Linked DNA regions of Manis pentadactyla: region 2 is linked to region 1. A link is a contact called in public Hi-C data. All regions are on one chromosome and are shown on one strand. Each heading gives the region's core, a stretch centred on a gene start, on an enhancer-like site or on the middle of the called end of the contact. The rest is flanking DNA. Distances are from core to core; before and after follow the strand shown. Region 1 holds the start of RPS10 (ribosomal protein S10). Region 2 holds the start of SMIM29 (small integral membrane protein 29).

Region 1 (4,023 bases), core at 756-3,255:
CACCTGTTTTATTCTGCTAGCTGCTTTTAAGATCTGTTTTTAATGTGCTACAACTTCATTATGACATGTTTAGGCATGGATCTGTTTTTATTTACCCAAATTAGAATTTAATGAGCTCAACAAATCTGAAGTGTGTTGTCTTCCAATTATTTTGGAAAATATTCTGATAGTATCTCTTTCCTACATTCTCTATTATTCTCTTATGAGACTTCACCAAGACATATATTAGACTTTCTCATTCTGTGCTTCATACCTCTTATCCTTTCTTTCAAATATCCCAACTCGTACTCTGGACTGCATTGTGATTTTTTTTTTCACTTCTATCTTGCATTTCACTGTTTTTCTCTTTAAGTTTTAAACTTCAGTCATCTTAGTTCTCACTTCTAGAAGTTTTATTGTATTTTTTAAGTCTGTGTGACCAATCTTTAGATTATATTGTTCCTTGCCCATATGTTCAACTGTCTTTTTAAAAATTTGTTATGAATGCTTACTTTTTTTAAGTTGTGGTAAAATATACATAATGTAACATTTACTATCTTCACCATTTTTAAGTGTACAGTTCAGCAGTGTTAAGTAATTCACATTGTCATGCAACCAAAATCCAGAATTCTTTCCATCCTGCAAAGCTGACAAATACTTATTTTTAAGCAATGAAACCACGAAAAATACTTGAAGAAACTATAGGTGAATTTTTATATAATCTTGAGATGTAGAGTGACTTTTTAAGCATTGCATTGAGTCTGAAGCCATAAAGATTTGGATGTAAGGGAATGTGAAACTCTTATTTCAAAATACCATGAAAATCAAGACAAAAAGCTGAAATTTTCAAGAAATGAAAATTCTTGAAAAATATGTAACAGACCGTAGCTTTAATCTGTAAAAAGTGATTTCAAGTAAGTGTGGAAAAAAACTCTCAATAGGGAAACGGGCAATGAAAACGAACAATTTATAGAAGGAACACAGATGCCTAAAAAGGAAAGATTTTTAAAAAGTTTACAGAAGTAATCAAGTAAAGCAAATTAATAGGACAATGAGGTTAATATTTCTTATCTATCAAAAATGAGTAAGAATAATACTATCCAATCTCAGCAGGGCTAATGGGGAAGTGAACCTTGTTACTAAGTGTTGACTAAAATGAAACTGATTATACCTTCTTGGAAGTCAAAAACCTAAAAATGTGTTGTTTGTTACTCAACAATTACATTTCCATCTCTAGGACTATGCAATGCTATTTCAAAGTGAAACCATATACTATATTCATTGACAATGGGAGACAGAAACCAGTCATTTAAATATAGTAATATATTTAGCTTTATGTCTTCAGAATAGGCATAAAATCAATGATGAAACATAAAAAATAAATAACAATGCTAACATACCAAATAATTTGAAAATAAAAATAAATAAAAATTACATTTCCAGAAATTTATCCATATTGGGCAGAGGTACATTTATATGTGTGGCATTATTACTTGTAATAGCGAAGGATTTTAAATATATATATACAATCACAGTGTTGACTAAACTATCCATCAGTGGACTGCTACGTAGTCATTACAATTGTAGGTATTATTTACCATGAAAAGAGATTCATGATGTATTGGTAAGTGGGGAAAAAAACGGTTACCAAACATCGTATGTAACATATACAAAACATCTTATTTTTGTTTTAAAAAAAAATGCTTGGTGGTATGAATTTGGAAAAATATATACTAAAATGTTAACAGCGATTATCTTTGTTGACTGAATTGTTTTAATTCTTTCATTATTGTGATTATTACTATTTTGTATGTTGTCTCCGTCCTCCGTCCCCCTCTCGACTCAGAGTATATATTACTTGCATAACAATAACTTAAAATCGGTGGGAAATAGAGCAATAGCGTGTTTTAAAGGGCCTGCAAAAGCATAAAAGTGACCATTTTCTGGCAAAACCCCCCGGCTCAAAATCTCCCAGCTACGGTTTCTACGAGCGTGCAAGCTTACAGCGGTCAGGATTCGCGGCTGCTGGAGCCGCCAGTCCCTCAGGCACCACCCAGGCCACCCCAGGCAGCGCGCGGGTCCTGGCGTGGGGGCGGGGAATGCCAGCCCGGAAGAGACGCAGCGCCGCGCATGCCCTTTCCTTTCCAGCCTCGGTCCCGGACGCAGCGGCTGCTGAAGTAAGTTTCCCTGAAGTCCCGGTTCCATCGGCCTCCATCCTGGACTTCCTACGGCCGTGGGTGTCGCTCTTCCCCGGGGTCGGGGTGGAGGGCGCTCTACTTCTCCCTGAGAGCCCATTTCTGAGTAGTGAAAGGGGTCGGCGCACCTCGGGGAATAGTGGGGCGCTGGTAGGCGGAGATGGGCGTTTCGATGGCCGAGAGCCGCGGAGAGGAGGATGAAGCCCTTGCATGAAGGAGACTATCCCAGCGAGCTTGGGGAGACTGCGCCCTGTTGGCAGAGCTCGCCTCGGCCTCGGGCTGCCTGCTTACCTAGACCTGGAGCTCTAGTTGCTGGGGAGAGTGGTAGAAGATGAGGGTGTGTAGGAGGTCAGCGACCTGTCATGAATCGAGGGCCTTCCTGTTTTGGACCCTCCTTGCATACCTGAAAATACAGTAGCGTCACTCCACACTAGGTACTATTGCTAATGGTACTCAAATACTCTCAGGATAGAGTTTGCTCTCGTTTGTACTTCTGTGGTTGTGAGTGAAAATCTGGAGCGAATGTGTAGCCCTACTCCCGTTTTGTTTTAAGGTCCCAGGCAACTGTGTTCTTATCTGAAGGGTTATTTGGGAGGTGGAGGAGGGCGGCTGGTAGGTGGTGGGTTTCACTTTTGCAGTCTAAATTCGTCCTTCCTGCGTGGTTTCTCCTCCGTTTTTGAGATTTCAATCTATTGGACAGTGATTTTTATGTGGTTGTCATGGGGTCAAGAACTTGGTTAGTGGACCCTGGCCACATTGCTCAAACATGTTCTTGATGAACTGCTTTCTCCTTACAGATGTTGATGCCCAAGAAGAACCGGATTGCCATCTATGAACTCCTTTTTAAGGAGGGAGTGATGGTGGCCAAGAAAGATGTCCACATGCCTAAGCACCCTGAACTGGCAGACAAGAATGTGCCCAATCTGCACGTCATGAAGGCTATGCAGGTAGCCAGGGGGCTGCTGGACTGGGATACAGATGGAGAGATTTTCCACTAAATGCACAAGGAGAGGTCAGGACAGCCAGAGCTGATTGCTGCCTTGAAGGGTTGTGAGGGAGATACTGTACACTGGAAACTTGCCTACGACATAGTTTAGCTCCCCTTTGTATTGCGTTTCTCGATTAAAGCTTCTAGGTATATTTTAACAGTAATTTTCTGTCTTACAGTCTCTCAAATCACGAGGCTATGTGAAGGAGCAGTTTGCCTGGAGACATTTCTACTGGTACCTTACCAATGAGGGTATCCAGTATCTCCGTGATTACCTCCACCTGCCCCCTGAGATAGTGCCCGCCACCCTGCGCCGCAGCCGTCCTGAGACTGGCAGGCCACGGCCCAAAGGTATGGTGCCTAAATAAATGCTTCCAAAGGCTTATTCTGAAGCTGCTCTTTCTTGGGGGAGGGGTATACATGAAGTGGTAGGGGTGTTTTATTTATGTGGGGGACAGAGATGATTTTGTAATACCCCATTGGTGTCAGCTTTGAGGGACTCACATGCAGGACCTTGGGTGAAGTCCTGGAACCTTTGTGCCCTGCAATGGACTTGGAACTGGATTCAGGTCTTCAGGACTTCCTGGGAGATGGTGATAAACACACACTATTAGTCTGCAGCCAGACTAAGGCAGTAGTAGCATTGAGTGACTTCCAGGAGAGAGACGTTGTTCTTATCTCCAAGAAGTCAAGAGCAAAGCTGTTTACCACATGTGAAAGAAATGGAGTTTATTATAGAGTTTCTTGGGAGCACAAATAACCAAAGGTCAAATAGGGGAGAACAGATGTGTATGTAATGACAGGCTTCTGTGTGGGGGCGAATCGTCTTCTGACTCAAGGGCATTGCAGGCTTGCAGTTGT
Region 2 (4,023 bases), core at 571-3,070, 170 kb after region 1:
CTCTATAGGTTGTGTTTTCCTGTCTCTTTGCCTGCCTATTTTTTATGGATACATTTTTTAATGGATGCCACTCAATCTGAATGTAACCTTGTTGAGGCTGGATATTTTGGCATTCCTACAAAATCCTCTTGAGCTTTGTTCTGGAATGAATTTACATTACTTGTCAACAATTTGATCTATTCAAGTGTGGCTTTTATGATTTGTTTGGTGGGCCAGAGCAGGGTGACATAAGGATGAGCAAGGCATTAGTAGAGGTAGATACATAAGCCCAGGCACTTAACCATAGAAGCATGGATAAGGGGACAGTCAAAACTTGACCAGAGTGTCACAGTGCAGCCAGCCTCAGCCCTGCCCTATCTCTCTCCTTCCTGGGGTGGCAGTGGTACGAAGAGGGCTGGAATGTTCCCTGGCTGGGCTTCGGGATGCCCTCATGGAAACTGAAGTGTCCTTACAGGAACACACCCGGCTTAAATGCAGCCTTAGAGCTGCTGCCAGCACAGAGCTGTCCAGGTAGAGGGGCCCACGTGTCTTCCCATTCTGCCTTCCTTGGCTAATCACACAAAGGGCCTTGGGAAGTCATCACACTGCTCAGGACCTCAGCTGACTCATTTGTTAATTGGGGCCATCCTACCTGCCCTGCCCAGCTCAGAATGGTATTCTATCTTAAGAGTGATGGAAGTAAAAATATGCTGAGTTTCTGGCACTGAGACTCTGGCACTTCCCACACATTGGCCCAGCCAGTGAGACCACTAGGCTGGCTCCTAGAAGGCCCTCAAAACATGGTCAGAAGCCCTGAAGTTGGGGACAGAAGTCAGGTGTGTACACAGTCAAGGGGGCTTGTGTTCTAACTCCTATCACTTGATCCCCACTTCCTTGCAAGATGAGGCAGGGGATGTGGCCTCCTCCCTCTGCCCTCAACTCTGATACAAGCCTGGGATGAGCAGTCTCCCTACTCTCCAGACTTCAAAGCCTGAAAATAAGAAATTGACCTGGAGCCTCCAGGCCTAGTTTTCAGCCATTCCTTTCTCTTTATCTCTGATTCCCGATGACAGTCAGTGGTGGTGTCTGAAGCCAAGAGGCCAGGGTTTCCACCTGCCCTCTGGTTCCCAGCTGGGTCATCTACAGTAGACCTGCCCTCATCCAACCTTCTCTGGAAAGACCTGAGGAAACCGAGGCCAGACCAGAGCCCGTGGCTCAACCATGTCCATGCCATTAGCTGCTTCTGGCAAGAATTAGGTGACCCAGGTCATCCATGTATCTCCAGTAGCACCCTAGGACCCAGGAGGGCCTCAGCCTGCTTCAGCTGCCACAACCTTCACATTCTAAGGTGGCTTCCATCACCTGCCAGTCTGGAATTTTCCCAATTGCATATAATTTTTGCACAGAGGAAGGTCTGGTACAAAACTATACACATCTATGTATAAGCACACACATAGTCAAGGTAATTGTAGGTTCACATACAATTATAAGAAATAATAAAGATTCCTTATACACTTTGCCTACTTTACCCAATGCTAACTTGCGCAAAACTAGTATAGTATCACAACCAGGATACTGACATTGGTAAACTCACCACTCTTACCTCAGTTTCTCCAGGAGGTGTGATACATTTCATCAGACCACAAAAGCGTCGACCCACTTGTGTGGACCTAGTTAGCAAGTTACCTGTGACCTAGGGGGACTTTAATGCAGGGCATGCTGTGTGCTAAGCTCCTTATCCATGTAATCATTTAATCTTCACAGCAGCCTGTTTTACAGGCGTTAAATACTGAGGCGCAGAGAAGGTGGATGGGCTGGTGGGCTGGTGGGCAGGTGGTCCAATGGCTGGGCAGGAGCTAACCCAGTCTGCCTACTCTACTCTCTGAGCACAGCCCAGAAGGCCAATCTGCGCTAGGAGGCTTGGAGTGGAATCCTGTGGGCCGGAGGCCGGATCCTGCCGTGGAGGCTGGGACGGCCAGTTGCCACATACCAGGGCTAAATGTTACGTCATGGCTTGGCCCTTTACCTGGGTTCCAACCTTATGGGCAAAAGAGGACAACGCCGGGCCGGTTCCCGCAATCTGAGCCCTGGGGGACGCTGGGAAGCCGCGCGCGCCCCGCCTCCCTGCGCGCTCTCCTTCCTCCGCTGCGCAGCCCTCTGCTGCCCCCTGCCGTCTCTAAATAGACCTTGCAACCCGGGCCGTCCCTGCCTCCGCACCGCCCGCCTCCAGATTTGCAACTCGAGAAGTCTCCGGGCAGGCCGCCTTCCACCACTGGATTGGCTGCACCCGAGCGCTGAGGCCCCGCCCATCTCCCCGGGTCCTTTGATCACGCGCCTGCTGGCTCTTCCGGGGCCCGGGAGCCAACGGAGGGCGTTCCTGCTCCGGCTGCAGCGGCGGGAGGTAAGGCATGGCCGGGTCGGATGGGCTGCGGAGTGCCTGCACGGGTCCACGCCTCGGGGTGCCGGGATTCCAAGATGCCTGGGCCCCCCCAAGGTCCCTTCCCGCGACCCGAGCCTCACAGCACCGTGGGAACTACGTCCCGCTCGCTGTTGCTGGTCCGCATCCTAGGAGCGGCTTGACAGTCTGGGCATGTCCCCTAGACCGTGGGGCGCTTTGCATGTGACTAGCCAAGCCCGGTGCCACCACGGACACCGGGACAGGAGCTCATATTTTGCCCTCTGATGGAGACCCGGGCGAACTAGGTCAGGGACCTTGGATCTGCATGCAGCCGCCAGTGGACAATCTCCTTACATCTGTCGATGGGAACTGACTTTCTCCATCTTCGCCTGTCAGCCGAAGCCAGGAGGGGAGGGACCTGGGCGGAGCCCCGGGTGGCGATCAGAAGGTGACATCACCTCGATACAATACAGCCCTGCCCACTTGTGTACCTTGGCACGAGGCCAATGGGGGAGAGGGTGACCAGGCTACATATCTGCAGTGACACCAGGGACGACACCAGGGACAAGGAGGGCATAGGGCTTATAGCCTGAAGTGTGGAGATCGTACCAGAACTGGGGCTGACTCCTCCAAATGCTCCTACCTCACCTAGGCCACAGTGCAGGACCCGCGTATTTTTACCTCAGGCAGCACAGTGCCCCAAGAAGTTGGGTAGGAGCTAGAAACCTGCACCTAACCTGTTTCCAGGAGTTGAGATCTGCAAATGTTTGGCCAGCAGCGGAGCTGGGCCCCACACTGATCTGGGGATAGGAGCTGGGCAAGACTCAGGCCCTGGGTCTGAGCCTCCCCACAGTGCCCTTTACATTATTTGCTGAGAGTCACTGGAGGCTTAAACCCAGCACGTTGTCATGGAAGATCCCTGTTCCGGTGTCTTAAGTTTCCATACATCACCAGCCTTTGGGTGTGACACAGAAGCTGGATGTCACCCTGGGTAAAATCAGCAATTTCTCTTCTCCCCAGGGAGCCCAGTGGAGGCGCCCTCCCGAGGCACCGCTGCCCATGCTGACTACCTGGCTCTCCAGCGGCCGATGTCATGAGTAACACCACAGTGCCCAGTGCCCCCCAAGCCAACAGTGACTCCATGGTGGGCTATGTGTTGGGGCCTTTCCTCCTCATCACTCTGGTCGGGGCAGTGGTGGCTGTGGTAAGGAGCCCCACATACACACTCACACCTTGGCTAAGGCAGGGCTGGGTGGGCCTGGCCCAGCCTGTGCATATCATCTCAGCGGTCCTGCTATTATGGGAGTGGACGGTGTAGAGGTGGGTCCCTCTTGCTTGTGGGCTCAGCAGCCTCCACAGTGCTGTCTCTCTGTTTCAGGTAATGTATGTCCAGAAGAAAAAGCGGTGAGTGTCCTTCCCCCAGCATCGTTTAAATTTCTTCCCATAGGATCAGTTCTCTGCATATGTGATACTGCCTCAGCCATCCGTATAACAAGTCTGAAACTCTACAACACACCCTCATTAGGTTTGCCTTCCCAGACCCAGCCTACCCACTGGAGAAAGGCCCATTATAGAACCAGGCATATGTTATAGAGCCCTGGTGTGCCCTGAAAAGCGCTCACTGGAGGTGGCCTTGCCTGGGGGAG

The links. Hi-C and Micro-C count contacts between places; a contact is called where the count stands out from the background.
Region 2: a Hi-C map of blood shows a contact between it and region 1, with 4 times the contacts expected there. The contact joins the promoter of SMIM29 here to the promoter of RPS10 in region 1. A contact is called at or near these places in 3 of 3 Hi-C or Micro-C datasets (blood, fibroblasts and skin fibroblasts).

Annotation. Positions count from the first base shown.
Region 1 is chr16:39,547,397-39,551,419 of mManPen7.hap1, forward strand. RPS10 (ribosomal protein S10) reads left to right here and starts at 2,006. Exons shown (of 6, transcript XM_036887050.2): 1 at 2,006-2,156; 2 at 2,972-3,121; 3 at 3,342-3,513. The coding sequence starts at 2,079.
Region 2 is chr16:39,722,073-39,726,095 of mManPen7.hap1, forward strand. SMIM29 (small integral membrane protein 29) reads left to right here and starts at 1,821. Exons shown (of 5, transcript XM_036887059.2): 1 at 1,821-2,380; 2 at 3,398-3,521; 3 at 3,756-3,781. The coding sequence starts at 3,471.